2 separate regions of the Capsicum annuum genome follow, and region 1 is linked to region 2. Evidence: chromatin contacts called from public Hi-C data. All regions are on one chromosome and are shown on one strand. The core of a region is the stretch at or near the end of the contact, and the rest is flanking DNA. Distances in the headings are between cores, read along the strand shown. Region 1 holds the start of LOC107859155 (SH3 domain-containing protein 3). Region 2 overlaps LOC107859147 (phytochrome E).

The links. A called contact is a pair of places that touch in the nucleus more often than the background predicts.
Region 1: a Hi-C map of leaf shows a contact between it and region 2, with 1.9 times the contacts expected there. The contact joins the promoter of LOC107859155 here to the enhancer-like site in region 2. A contact is called at or near these places in 2 of 5 Hi-C or Micro-C datasets (leaf and placenta).

Annotation. Positions count from the first base shown.
Region 1 is chr2:121,387,009-121,392,809 of UCD10Xv1.1, forward strand. LOC107859155 (SH3 domain-containing protein 3) reads left to right here and starts at 2,671. Exons shown (of 10, transcript XM_016704073.2): 1 at 2,671-2,926; 2 at 4,244-4,366. The coding sequence starts at 2,867.
Region 2 is chr2:121,274,976-121,280,847 of UCD10Xv1.1, forward strand. LOC107859147 (phytochrome E) reads left to right here. Exons shown (of 3, transcript XM_047406772.1): 1 at 1-471; 2 at 2,061-2,354; 3 at 2,675-3,272. The coding sequence ends at 2,921. It overlaps LOC107859148 (protein MEI2-like 5), which reads right to left. Exons shown (of 12, transcript XM_016704059.2): 8 at 5,592-5,872; 9 at 5,417-5,501; 10 at 5,269-5,337; 11 at 4,870-5,049; 12 at 3,909-4,443. The coding sequence ends at 4,315. Among protein-coding and RNA genes, the nearest start is that of LOC107859147, 3.2 kb to the left of the region's middle. Within about 2 kb of position 3,461, at least 2 of the 5 cell types and tissues checked have an H3K27ac peak or open chromatin away from gene starts, as enhancers often do. A contact at or near this core is called in leaf, where this site is marked.

The sequences.
Region 1 (5,801 bases), core at 1,421-3,920, 110 kb after region 2:
ATAGAGCTCGGAACGAGACTATCCGGGAGAAGGTTGGGGTGACTTCAGTGGAGTGTAAGATGCGGGAAGCACGATTGAGATGGTTCGGACACGTGAAGAGGAGGGGCATGGATGCCCCGGTCCGTAGGTGTGAGAGGCTAGCGTTGGATGGTTTTAGACGGGGTAGGGGTAGACCGAAGAAGTACTGGGGTGAGGTGATTAGGCGGGACATGGAACAGTTACAGCTTACCGAGGACATGACCCTAGATAGGAAGGTCTGGAAGACGCGAATTACGGCAGAGGATTAGGGCCTGTTCGGGTCGCTAATGTAGGGAGGTAATTGGTGGGGGTGTATTCCTGGTATGATTCCGTATTCAATGTTCTGTTCCGTGTTCCGTGTTCTATGTTTGTTACGAATCTGTGTGCTTTCCTCTGCTTTATATTCCTGCATTCCTGCTTTACTCTGTTTTATATTCCTTATGGCTGCAGTATCTATGTTATGTCATCTGCTTCTGTGCTGTACTATGTGTTTGTTTGATATCTCGTAACTTGAGCCGGGGGTCTTTCGGAAACAGCCTTTCTACTTCATCAGAGGTAGAGGTATGGACTGCGTACATCTTACCCCCCCCAGACCCCACAAAGTGGGAATACACTGGGTTTGTTGTTGTTGTTGTTGTTGAACTCGGAAGATTCGGAAAATTCATTAATGGAATTCGAAAGATTCGAAAAATTCATTAATGGAACTCGGAAGATTCGAGAAATTTAATTTCATGTATGAAGCTATTTAATCTTCCATTAATGAAACTCGGAAGATTCAATTTCTATTAATGAAACTCGGAATTAAATTAGCGAGTTTCCGAATTTGAATCTTTCGAATCATCCATTGAGTTTCAATTAGCAAGTTCCATTAAATTATAACCATTGAGTTCTATTAAATTTCAATTCAACGATGGAGCAACCATTGTTGAAGAAAAGAAAGAAGAAGAATGAAAAATAAATAAAAATATAAAACTTAAATAATTATAAAATTAAGAGGCTGTTTGACAAAAAAAAAAGAGTTTAAAACGTTTTTAACATTGTTCACGTGCTCAATGCACGTGAATAACGCGCAACGTGTCAAGTGACAGATATATACCATTAAAATACGGAAAAAAAAGTCTGAGGGGATAATAGAACCCCCCGCAAAGTTCAGTGTGCTCAACTGGTAATCCGGTCAAACTTCAGCTATTTTCATGGGTATTATCTCTATTATTTTAAATTGAGGTTACATGATCAACGGGTAAGCATGTATTTGATTCTAATTTAGTTGAGACTGCGAGTAATAGTTGTGGCGTTGATTATTTTAACCTCATTTTAGATAAAAATAATGTCATATAAATTAAAAGAAAAATAAGTCATACATACTTATAGCGTAATGAATGCTCTTTTTAATAACCAACAATTTAGTTTAACATGTTATACTATTTATTTGATTTTGTTAATTAATAATATCAAATATATTGTGTAATTATTTTTTTTAATGACATAATTGTAAGACAATTTGGTGCACTTGGGGTTCAGAGAAAGATCGAGCCACTAGAACATGTAGCCTCCTGGTCACATGATAATAACTTTAACAGTTATTCCAAGTCTCCCTCCCAGGGACATTATTATAGAAACGAAAAAAAAATATTAATATCTCTGAACTATGATTAATGGTTCGTATATATCATTTGTTATACTTTGAATACACATATGCATCTACCGTTAGTGAAATAGTACGTGTATGCCCCTCACACTAATGACAGGGGTATATGTGTACCCAAAATATGACGACAGGTATATACGTACCATTTATCATAGTTTGGGAGTATTTTTTCCTTTTTTATCTCAAATAATTATCTGAAATTTACTATTGGACTCCGTCCCAATTATAATTCAAGAGATGCCTATCTAACAGTCGTATTTTTCCATCCCTATAACGACGTGCACATATAATACAATAACACTCACTACTGCCATTTAAAAAAAATAAATTAACCCATAACATCCAAGAATAACATCAAATAAATTGAACTCCTCACATTTCATTTTTTAGCAAAATTTCATCGGGAAAACAATATCCGCCACCAATCAACACCAGATAGCTAACATCTTCGTCGAATTAGAAACACCTCATCAATGAACCATTGTCGCACTCCTAGCTTTGGACACCTCCGACCTGATTAATCTCCACTTCCTCCAACTAGTAAACACCATCTAGCAGCAACGATCATTCACTGCAATTTGATTAGATTTCACGCTTAAGAGAAAAATAAAGGGAGTATCGGATTTGAAACAAACAATAAAGGTTGGGTCGAGTTGATTTGAAATGGGATTCGCTGAACATACGAGTCGAGGTTTGGGTTAATTATCCAAGATAAAAAATTAAAATAAAAAATGAACAAATATACCTCAAATCATGATAAATGGTACGTATTTATACATATATACCTTTCATCATATTTTTGGTACACATATGCCCATATCACTAGTGTGAGGAGCATATACACACCATTTTATCAATGGTCGGAGCATATATATACCCAAAATATGATGAATAATATATACATACCATTTATCATAAATATTTATCCTTTTTCCGTTAAAGAAATATTTTGTTTTTTAAGCACATTGAATTTAAACTCATTTTTTTTAATTCTTTTTTGTCCTTTTATTAATTACTTATAGTGTAGTAGATGGGGAAAAAGGAAGGGGGAGTAAAGAAAAAAGGAAATGGTATGTAATTAAAAGCTAAAAGCAGCTTTCTTTCATTGAAGCAGCAGCAGTAGTATACAACCTTTATTCAGATCAGATATATTGAATATACAAACAAATCAAGAAATCACAAAGATTACAGCTTACAGCAATGGATGCTTTGAGAAAGCAAGCTAGCAAATTCAGAGAGCAAGTCGCTAAACAGCAACAGGTACATCTTTATCCTTTTCTTGATCCAATTATACTCTTTTTCTTCTTTGGGGTTGCCACAATAGAATGTGAATATTCTTGAAATTCTGGTGTAATCTTTATGCTTTTCTTGATTCATTTAGCGGAACTCTAAAATGGGAAAATTTTATTTTTATTTTTTTAAAAACCCCTTCTTGGGGAATGGAGCTCTGACCTTTTTTAATCTGTTTCGTGGTGACTCGAACTCACAAGTGGAGGGTGGTTACTATCCGAGTAACTGCTTTTTTGAATTTTGGGTTGATAAGAGCTAATTGTGTATTAGCAAAGTCATTTTGGATTGGAATCATTGTCTTTTTTTCTTTATTACCACATCGGTTTACTTTTGAGCCTTATGAGTTTGGAACTTTGGTGGTCGATCGTGGTTTGATGTGTGAATGAATACTTGAATTATGGAGAATCATTGTATAACAGTAACCGGAAAAGTTGTTGTCATGTGATTATGAGGTCACGGGTTCAAAGTGTGGAAACAGCCTCTTGCAGAAATGCGAGGTAAGGCTACGTACAATAGAACCTTGTGGTTCAGTGATTCCCTAGACCTCACGCATAGAGGGAGCTGTAATGCACCAGGCTGCCGTGTTTCATTGTACAAGAGTAATTCATTTTCCGAGGAAATGATGAACTGAAGTTCAGAAGAGAGCGATGGAAGATTTTTAGTTTTATGGATTTCTATGCTTGTCAGTTTTTGTCTTTTGATTTTATGTCGAATTGAATGTGTTGCGAAAAAGTGCTTTTTTTGGATTTTAATCTCCCTAATCGTTTTGTTTACCTCGATAACTGAATAAAAATGCACTCACTTTGGGCTTTGGAATTGGTGTGGTAATACAAAATGGTACAAGGAGTACCGGTGGATCCATGATTTGAAGTTTATGGGTTGTAGATTCTAGCTCTATGATGTTAGTGGATTCTAAAGTTATAATTTGTACATGGTAAATGAATATTTTAAGGTAACTGCAATGTTTGAGCGAAGGTACTGGGTTCTACTGAAACTGTGATGTAAATGGTACATCCTCCCTTGTAAACCAAGTAACCAACATCCTCATTTGTCTGTAAGATAAAGGATGAAAAAATATCCTGTATCCTAACATTGAAACTTTACTATTAAAAAAAGAAAAACAAAAAAGAAGCAGCAATAATGAAATCTCCCACCTTACTCAAGAATTCAATTGAGTTATCGACATTTGGGAGATGTCACAAATTGTTTCTTTCCACAGTAAGTGTTAGTTTTATAGTGTCATAGATTGATTCTTACTTGCTTGTTATCTCGATTTGTAAACTTCAGGCAGTCATCAAGCAGTTCAGTGCAACTGGTTATGAAAGTTCTGATGTTATGGTCATTGATGAGATGGAGATGCAATTACATCATCAACTGGACAAGTTGTATAAGTCTACCCGTGAAAAAAGGGTAAGGATTCTGTCACATAATGTAAATAAAGCCTGTTCGTTGTCTACAACTTTTTTTCGTGTATTATAATGTTTGATGTTCAGTCATTTACGTTCTAAGTGTGAAATTTAATAAAGTATATTCCTGACTGCAATTTATTTACTTGCAGAAAATAACTGCTAATATATTCTTTTAGCATGTAATAGCTAATTAAAAGATTTAGTCATTATCAAAGGCCTTCACTTTGCTCTTCCTGCTTCTTGCCAGCTAGATTTACTTATTATCAAAGGACTCAGGTTACAAAAACACTAGGTGATCTCTTCCCATTTGTCCTAGCCTTGGTGGATAGAGTTAACGGGTACCTATTGCTATTGGGAGGTGACAGGTATCCCGTGAAATTAGTCGAGGTGCGCGAAAGCTAGCCAGGACACCACGGTTATCAAAGATAAAGAAGTTCCTTCTGCCTATTCGTAGGCAGTCTTATGCTGCCAACCCGCCAAAAGTTCTTTTTTTTTTTCTAGTATTGTTTATTCTCAGAAGAAGCATCTGTTATAATCTTGTTTGTCGGCACAAAACAAACACGAGAATGTTTGACATATGTGATAAGATTGTTTTTGTTTCATATAGCTTTTTAATTCAAAATGAGAATCCGCAGGTAGTTGGGCTAACTTGATAGATGACTTCAGTTGAGCAACATTTTCCTATGTATATAATTTGACACCATCTTGGATGGTTCTGAATGTGCTTTTGATTCATAAAAAGTTGAACAAAATTGGGCATCGACTGAATATAGTACACAACTAAACATAAAAATATAAGTTACTCAAGAAAAACAACTGAGGGTGTGGCTGGGGTCCATGAGTGAAATCTAGGTGCTAAGTGCTATGTTCAAGTCTTTATTTGTTTGATATCCACGTCAGTGCTGCCTGACCTGAATATTCTGTACTAAGTGGTCACTTCTTTTGAGATTTTTAGCCAACTTATATTTTTGCTCAGAAAGGCTGAGATTTGACCTAGCTGACCTAATCATAATGTTGTTCAGCTCCGCTAATTGATATGCATTCACTTTTCTAAATTAGCTTGAGCTTGACCTATTTTTAGATATTCGTAGCAGGTCCTTTTAGTCATTTTCATCTTCTTCTGCTCTGGCTACTAAATTTATTCTTGGCTTCTTAAGATGCACTATCTTCTTCTTACGTGAGTTGAACATAATGATGTCGAGCTTAGCTTATTGTATCACCTTGAGCTATTCTGCTTGGATTGTCCACATGCATTAATATTTCTAATTCCCATTGGTCATGGCCCATTTTAAGATACTTTTCTACTTGATTGGGTTGCCTTTTGTGTCTTTCTTTTGTTGTTGCTCTTGTCAGCAGTCAATATATCGTCTGCCTTCCGAGGTGCTTTGTTAACTGCACAAGACAATATATATCTATGAACAAGATAAATGCCAAAC
Region 2 (5,872 bases), core at 2,211-4,710:
ACTTCCTGGTGAAATTTTTGGTGGTCTTTGTCATCTTAGGGGACAAGATGCCCTTACCAAATTTATGATTCTTTTCTACCAAGCAATTGGTGGCCATGACACCAAAAAGCTTCCATTTAGCTTTTTTAATAGGACAGGGGAGTTGGTGGAAGTGATCCTAACAGCAAACAAGAGAACTGGTGAGCATGGAAATGTAACTGGGTGTTTCTGCTTCTTGCAGCCTACGATGGTTGACCCAGAGACATCAGATGAGAGACAAGACGATAAAGAACCCCTTTCGAAATTTAAAGAATACGCTTATGTTCGACAGCAGATGAAAAATCCATTGAGTGGGATCCAGTTTACCCATAAACTCCTTGAAGCAACCTGTATTTCAGATAATCAGAAACAACTTCTGGAGACAAGTGAAGCCTGTGAGAAACAGATCCTGTCTGTTATTGACAACATGGATTTCAGAGCTATAGAGGACGGGTAATGCTTCTTCTGTATGAACCCTGATTAATATTACTCTTATCTCCGTAATATGTTTTGTTTATGCTCCACCTCAACCTATTTCACTTTATGATAGAGAAATTTCGTAGATGATCTGAGAGGATCATTTCCCTTCTTCTAAGACCTGAATGGGGTCGTTCATCCAGTCGTTACAAAGAAGTGGTTACCACTTTCCTTTCCTCTATTACAACTCTTCCCTTATCATGGCTTACATTAATCTGTGTAGATTCAACTATAAAGTAATTCACTTTATGGTTAATAGGCTGCAGAAATTTTATTTCCTGTTTGTGTGGCCTCCTACTGATAGTTCTTTGAGCTATATTTGGGCACTACATCACAGTCCTGAGTAGCTGGTACTCATTAACTGTTAATTTCACTAGAAACAGCTTTCCAAAGGAGTGCAATTAGTTTACAGGAGCGCCAAAGAAAAAAAGAGAGAAGTACCGAAAAGACTGCAAATCCATTAAAAGCCTGCCTTCAGAACCAACATGTGTAACCAACTCACTAGACAACGCAAGCCTCACAGCAGTATGAATTTCCCTACAAGTAATAGTAGGTTTCTTATTGTACCTAGTCTATCATCAAGGCTCTGAGCAAGCTTCTCAAATACATCATCGATGAAACTGTTCATCAATGTAAGTTTCAACACTCTTCTTTACCCTCTTCTTGTTGTTGTCAGCACCAGTTGCACCTCTTCCTTTCATAACTTCTTTCCTGCCTTTGGCTTCTTCTCTGCTGGTGCTTTTTCAGCTTCTTTCTCCTCTGTTGCTGCTGATCTCTGCTAGCTTTTCTCTGCTTTTGGTGACACTGAAAGTCAAATTCGGAATCAGAAAATGGGTTTTATTAAAAAGAGACTAGAAGATTTCTAGCTTGTGAATTGATGAGTTTGTGTTGTCCGTAAAGTACACAGTTCAAAAAAAAATAAAAAAAAGAGGGAACCACATCAGCCCATTCTCTACTTAGGATATGGTGCTACTGTCTAATTACTGCAATTTTACGTTTATAGATAGGTTGGGTAGAAACACTCCGCTAAAATAAAATTGAAAAAGAAGTCCCAAAGGTATCGGATTAAGAGAACTACTCCAAATCGAACTGACAAAATTGAATGAAAAATCTATTAATATGCATGAGTTCTCTTATATCATGTTTGCACAGGCCGTAGTAGATGCCATGGGAACTATTCTATTAGGAGCACCTGTTTGCTTAGAGTATGTAATCCTGTAGTGCTTATATCTTTTATAATGATGCTGAAGCCTGAAGCCTTTTTAGTTGAGGTTGGACGCAAAAATAGATCTCATCTATCCTAAACACATTGCATAATCATCAGTTGTCTCTTTGTTTCACAAAAAATGCCAAAAATTGGCAATTTAAACGTTCTGATGAGTCGCTACTCATTATATATCACACACCTAGATATGTTTTCGCTGTAAAATCTACTGTAAACACTCTTTCTATTTGCTAGTGCAACAATAAGCTACCATAATATATGCATGTTGATACTTGATTCTTTATTTCTCTATGGCTAAAAGGTCTGCTAAATGCATATTACTTTCTCCTGGTTCTAGCAGCAAAGTAGAGCTAAACATGAAGGAATTCATTCTAGGAAATGTTGTGGATGCTATTGTGAGTCAAGTAATGATTTTTCTGAAAGAGAAGAACTTACAGCTGCTGCGTGATATACCTGACCAGATCAAAACCCTTCCTCTATATGGTGATCAAATTAAGCTTCAGCGTGTTCTGTCAGACTTCTTGCTTACTATAGTTCATCATGCACCTTCTCCGGATGGTTGGGTGGAAATCAAGGTGTTACCTGGTTTAAGACTTGTACAAGATGGAAAGGAATTAATTCATATGCAGTTCAGGTAACTTGAGTGCTATTTGTCTATTGCTGTTTTTTCACATAAGAACATGAGCTTACTCATTTTATCCAGTCTCTGTCCTCTCAGGCAATGTTAATCTAATCAGCAGAAATATTACGGTGCTTTAGTCACATATCTGAATTTGTTTTCTGTTATCAAGACTCACTTTTGATCTTTCAAATCAGTTTTCCTTTGTAACTAAAACGTCTTTGTCATAATCCGCGAAACCACCTTGTATGACCTTACAATAACTATATGTATGGATTGTCATGACTTCTATTGATAAATGTTCCTGTAAAAATTAAACACACACTATTTTATAGAATGGCTCACCCTGGCCAAGGAGTACCTGCTGCTCTAATTGATGCCATGTCTGGAGGAAGAAATCGATGGACAACAGAAGAAGGAATCGCGTTGAATGTTTCCCAGAAACTTCTCAATATTATGAATGGAAACGTCCATTATGTCAGAGAGGAAAACAAATGTTATTTCCTAATTGACGTGGAACTCAAAACATCGAAATCTACACAAGTTCCGAGTTCAGAAGGAACTCAAGAAACAGAAATCTAGACAACATGGGCCATATTTTGATGTAGAGTGTGCTATCTCAAAGTACCTTTAGCCTTCCTCTGCACTTCAGGTTAAATGTCTCCCTTTTTTTTTTTTTCCGGTATTGTATAATGGAGAATATATCTGGTATTTCTAGAGCCTTGGAGTTGATTGTGATTCTCCTACCTTGTACATGATTACTGCTACTATCAGCAGAGCAGCACAGGATGTATTTTCATGTGGTTAGTTATGCAAGTTGTATATTTCTTGTATCATAACGCTCTAAAACTATCTTTCCAGATAAGATGCTCCAAAATTATGATGTTTTGCTGGATAGAAGAGTTCCATTCATTCAAGATTAACTTCTTTAAACCTCTTGCATGAACTATGTGTTTAAACATGGTGCCAATAATTTTTTTTATTTTTCCGGTAACTTATCCAGAGCTGGAAATGGAAAAAGATCCGTCAAGTTTTACTTCTCCCTCCGTCCCATATCACGACCTAGTAGAGCTAGTACAAGAGCATCTAGTAATAATAAATCTCAAATGTCTAAAAATAGTCCACAACATCTGTCTCGAAACAAGAGACTGCACAAAAAAGATAGAATGAAATGGGCGACTCTAACTCCAAGAGCAGTGATATGTTTACGTGCGTATCTCGATTAATCTATCGGATAGTCAATCTGCAAGAATCATCTACAAGCACATAATTGTCGTATTATTATTCTATACAGGGGTTGAAGGTGAAAAAAAAAAGAGATGCGTATTAGCATTCCATTACCTGATGTTCTATAGTCAAGTGCTAAATTATAGGTTTTCCACTAAAGAACAAGTTAAATGCTTGGTAAAAAGAGCAGTCCAATGCATCTCTGTAAAGAGTTGTTTTCACCGCTTCAATAATGGCAGCGACTTTACTAGTTACGTCAAGGCTCCCCTTCAGTTTCTCGTGATAAAAAGTAGAAATGAACCAAGCAATTTTGTCATACGGCTGTTCTAGAAGATTACGGTATAGTTTCTAGAAAAGTTTCACATAAATACCAAAAGCTTGATACAAAATGACAGCCAGTTTTCCTTCCCACTTTACATTTTTCAAGCATCCCCCCTCTCTTTACAGTTTTACCCCAATCCCCCAAATAAATGTTACAAAACTACAACCTTGCATCTGCATGCTATTTCAACTTGCCAAAGGATTACAACATGAACTACAAATGCTTTGATGCCACATAAGTTAGAACGAACCCGCTTCCTCATAGAGATTTCTACCCAAAAACACCTACTCACTATAGTACAACGAACTTCATACTTCTATTTTTGTGCCTCAAATCATGCTACTCTACACAATGTATATCGACACTTGTGCTAGCCAGCTGCACTCTCTTCAAGCCGCGAGCAAAAAAAACGTTTCAATGCCAACGCTAGGTCTTCTCCAATTTGTCAACTGGATCCTCCTCAGGCGGGCTACCTTGTGACCCCACCAAGTCTGACTCGTTTGACTGGGAGACTTGAATATGTACGCACCCTGATGACAGATGTTCTTGAACAATCTGCAGGAAAGTTTTCATCTTTAAGTTATAATTGTGTTTTGATGCAAAAGTTGCAGTTTCATGTTATCATCTTAGCAAAAAAATATTCAATCACAGAGCCTGAAAGAACAAAAAATCAAAGCTCGCTGACATGACTTAACACAACATTAACTAAAAGCAGGAAAGCAAACAGAGCAGATCTTGGGAGCAAGCAGAATCTTTTTTTTTCTCTGTTTTTGATGAGTAATCAAAGATTTTATAAACGCTTGCAGTGAGCCAACATCCACTATAGCCAACCTCTACCTCCAAACTGAATGTTGTTGTTTTCATGCTATCAGCTTTACTTAAAACCTTTTGAAACTTTGCTAGAATCATAAAACGAGACATAAAAGTAGTAATAATGTTATATTTCGCATGTTTAATTCTCAAGAAGATGGTCTATATTACCTGATCCCCCAATTCTGAGCTTTCCGAGTGGAAAAGGATTGGCCTACATCGCTTATCTTCATTCATCAAACTTGAATTCTGGAAGTGGGCTACAAGGGCCGTCTTTCCCTGAATCCGAGCATAAGCCAAAGCAGCCACTTTCTCACTATTGAATTTCTCCCACTTCTTTCCATTAAATGCCTGCACAGAGTGAACATTCAGCATAACACTCTTTGCTTCGAAAGTTCAAGACCGCAAAAACAATAGAACGAAGACACAATTAAGAAGGCATAGCAATCTATATATATAACCGGGAAGGCAGGAACTAACAAGGAGGGACATAGCTTCAAGCTCATAGCCCAATCACCTTTAGGAAAAGAAAGTAATAGAATACGTTTAAAAGAACAAACAAAAACAAACCTCATAAAATGGGATAATGAGTGATGGAGACAACATGTTGATAAATGCATATCCCACATTGCATTTGTTCTGCTCGCATGCAAGAATTTCCATCAGACTTTTGAGAAACAAAAAGAAAACCACAAAATCCTAACCACCATATGATTACCTTGAAGTCAATGGGAAGATATAGAAAATCAAAAGTGCCTTTATGTTGTTCGTCAATAGCCGCTAAAAGCATCTTGGAGGTGTACCTGGATGAAGACAATGTCAAGTGTTGCAGATGCTAAAATAATCCATACATAACAAGGTACAAGGTACAAGAATTTAGAAGTTGCTATTACTTGTTAGGAATATTTTTAATCATCAAAGTTGTCCGAGTATCTTCACCAGATCTAATCCTATTCAAGTCAAGTTGAAACAGCTTCTTGTTGTCCATCTGGTTCCCACTATTATTGTCAACACGTCGAGTGCGACTGCGTTCAGTCAGCCCCTCAAAGCCAGAAGCTGCATGTCCTGAGAAATGACCATTACCTAGGAATAAAGGACTAAGTCTTTGGGAAGACATCATGCCAAATCCAAGAGAACCATTGTCCGACATATTCCCTGGAATAGCAACGCCAGC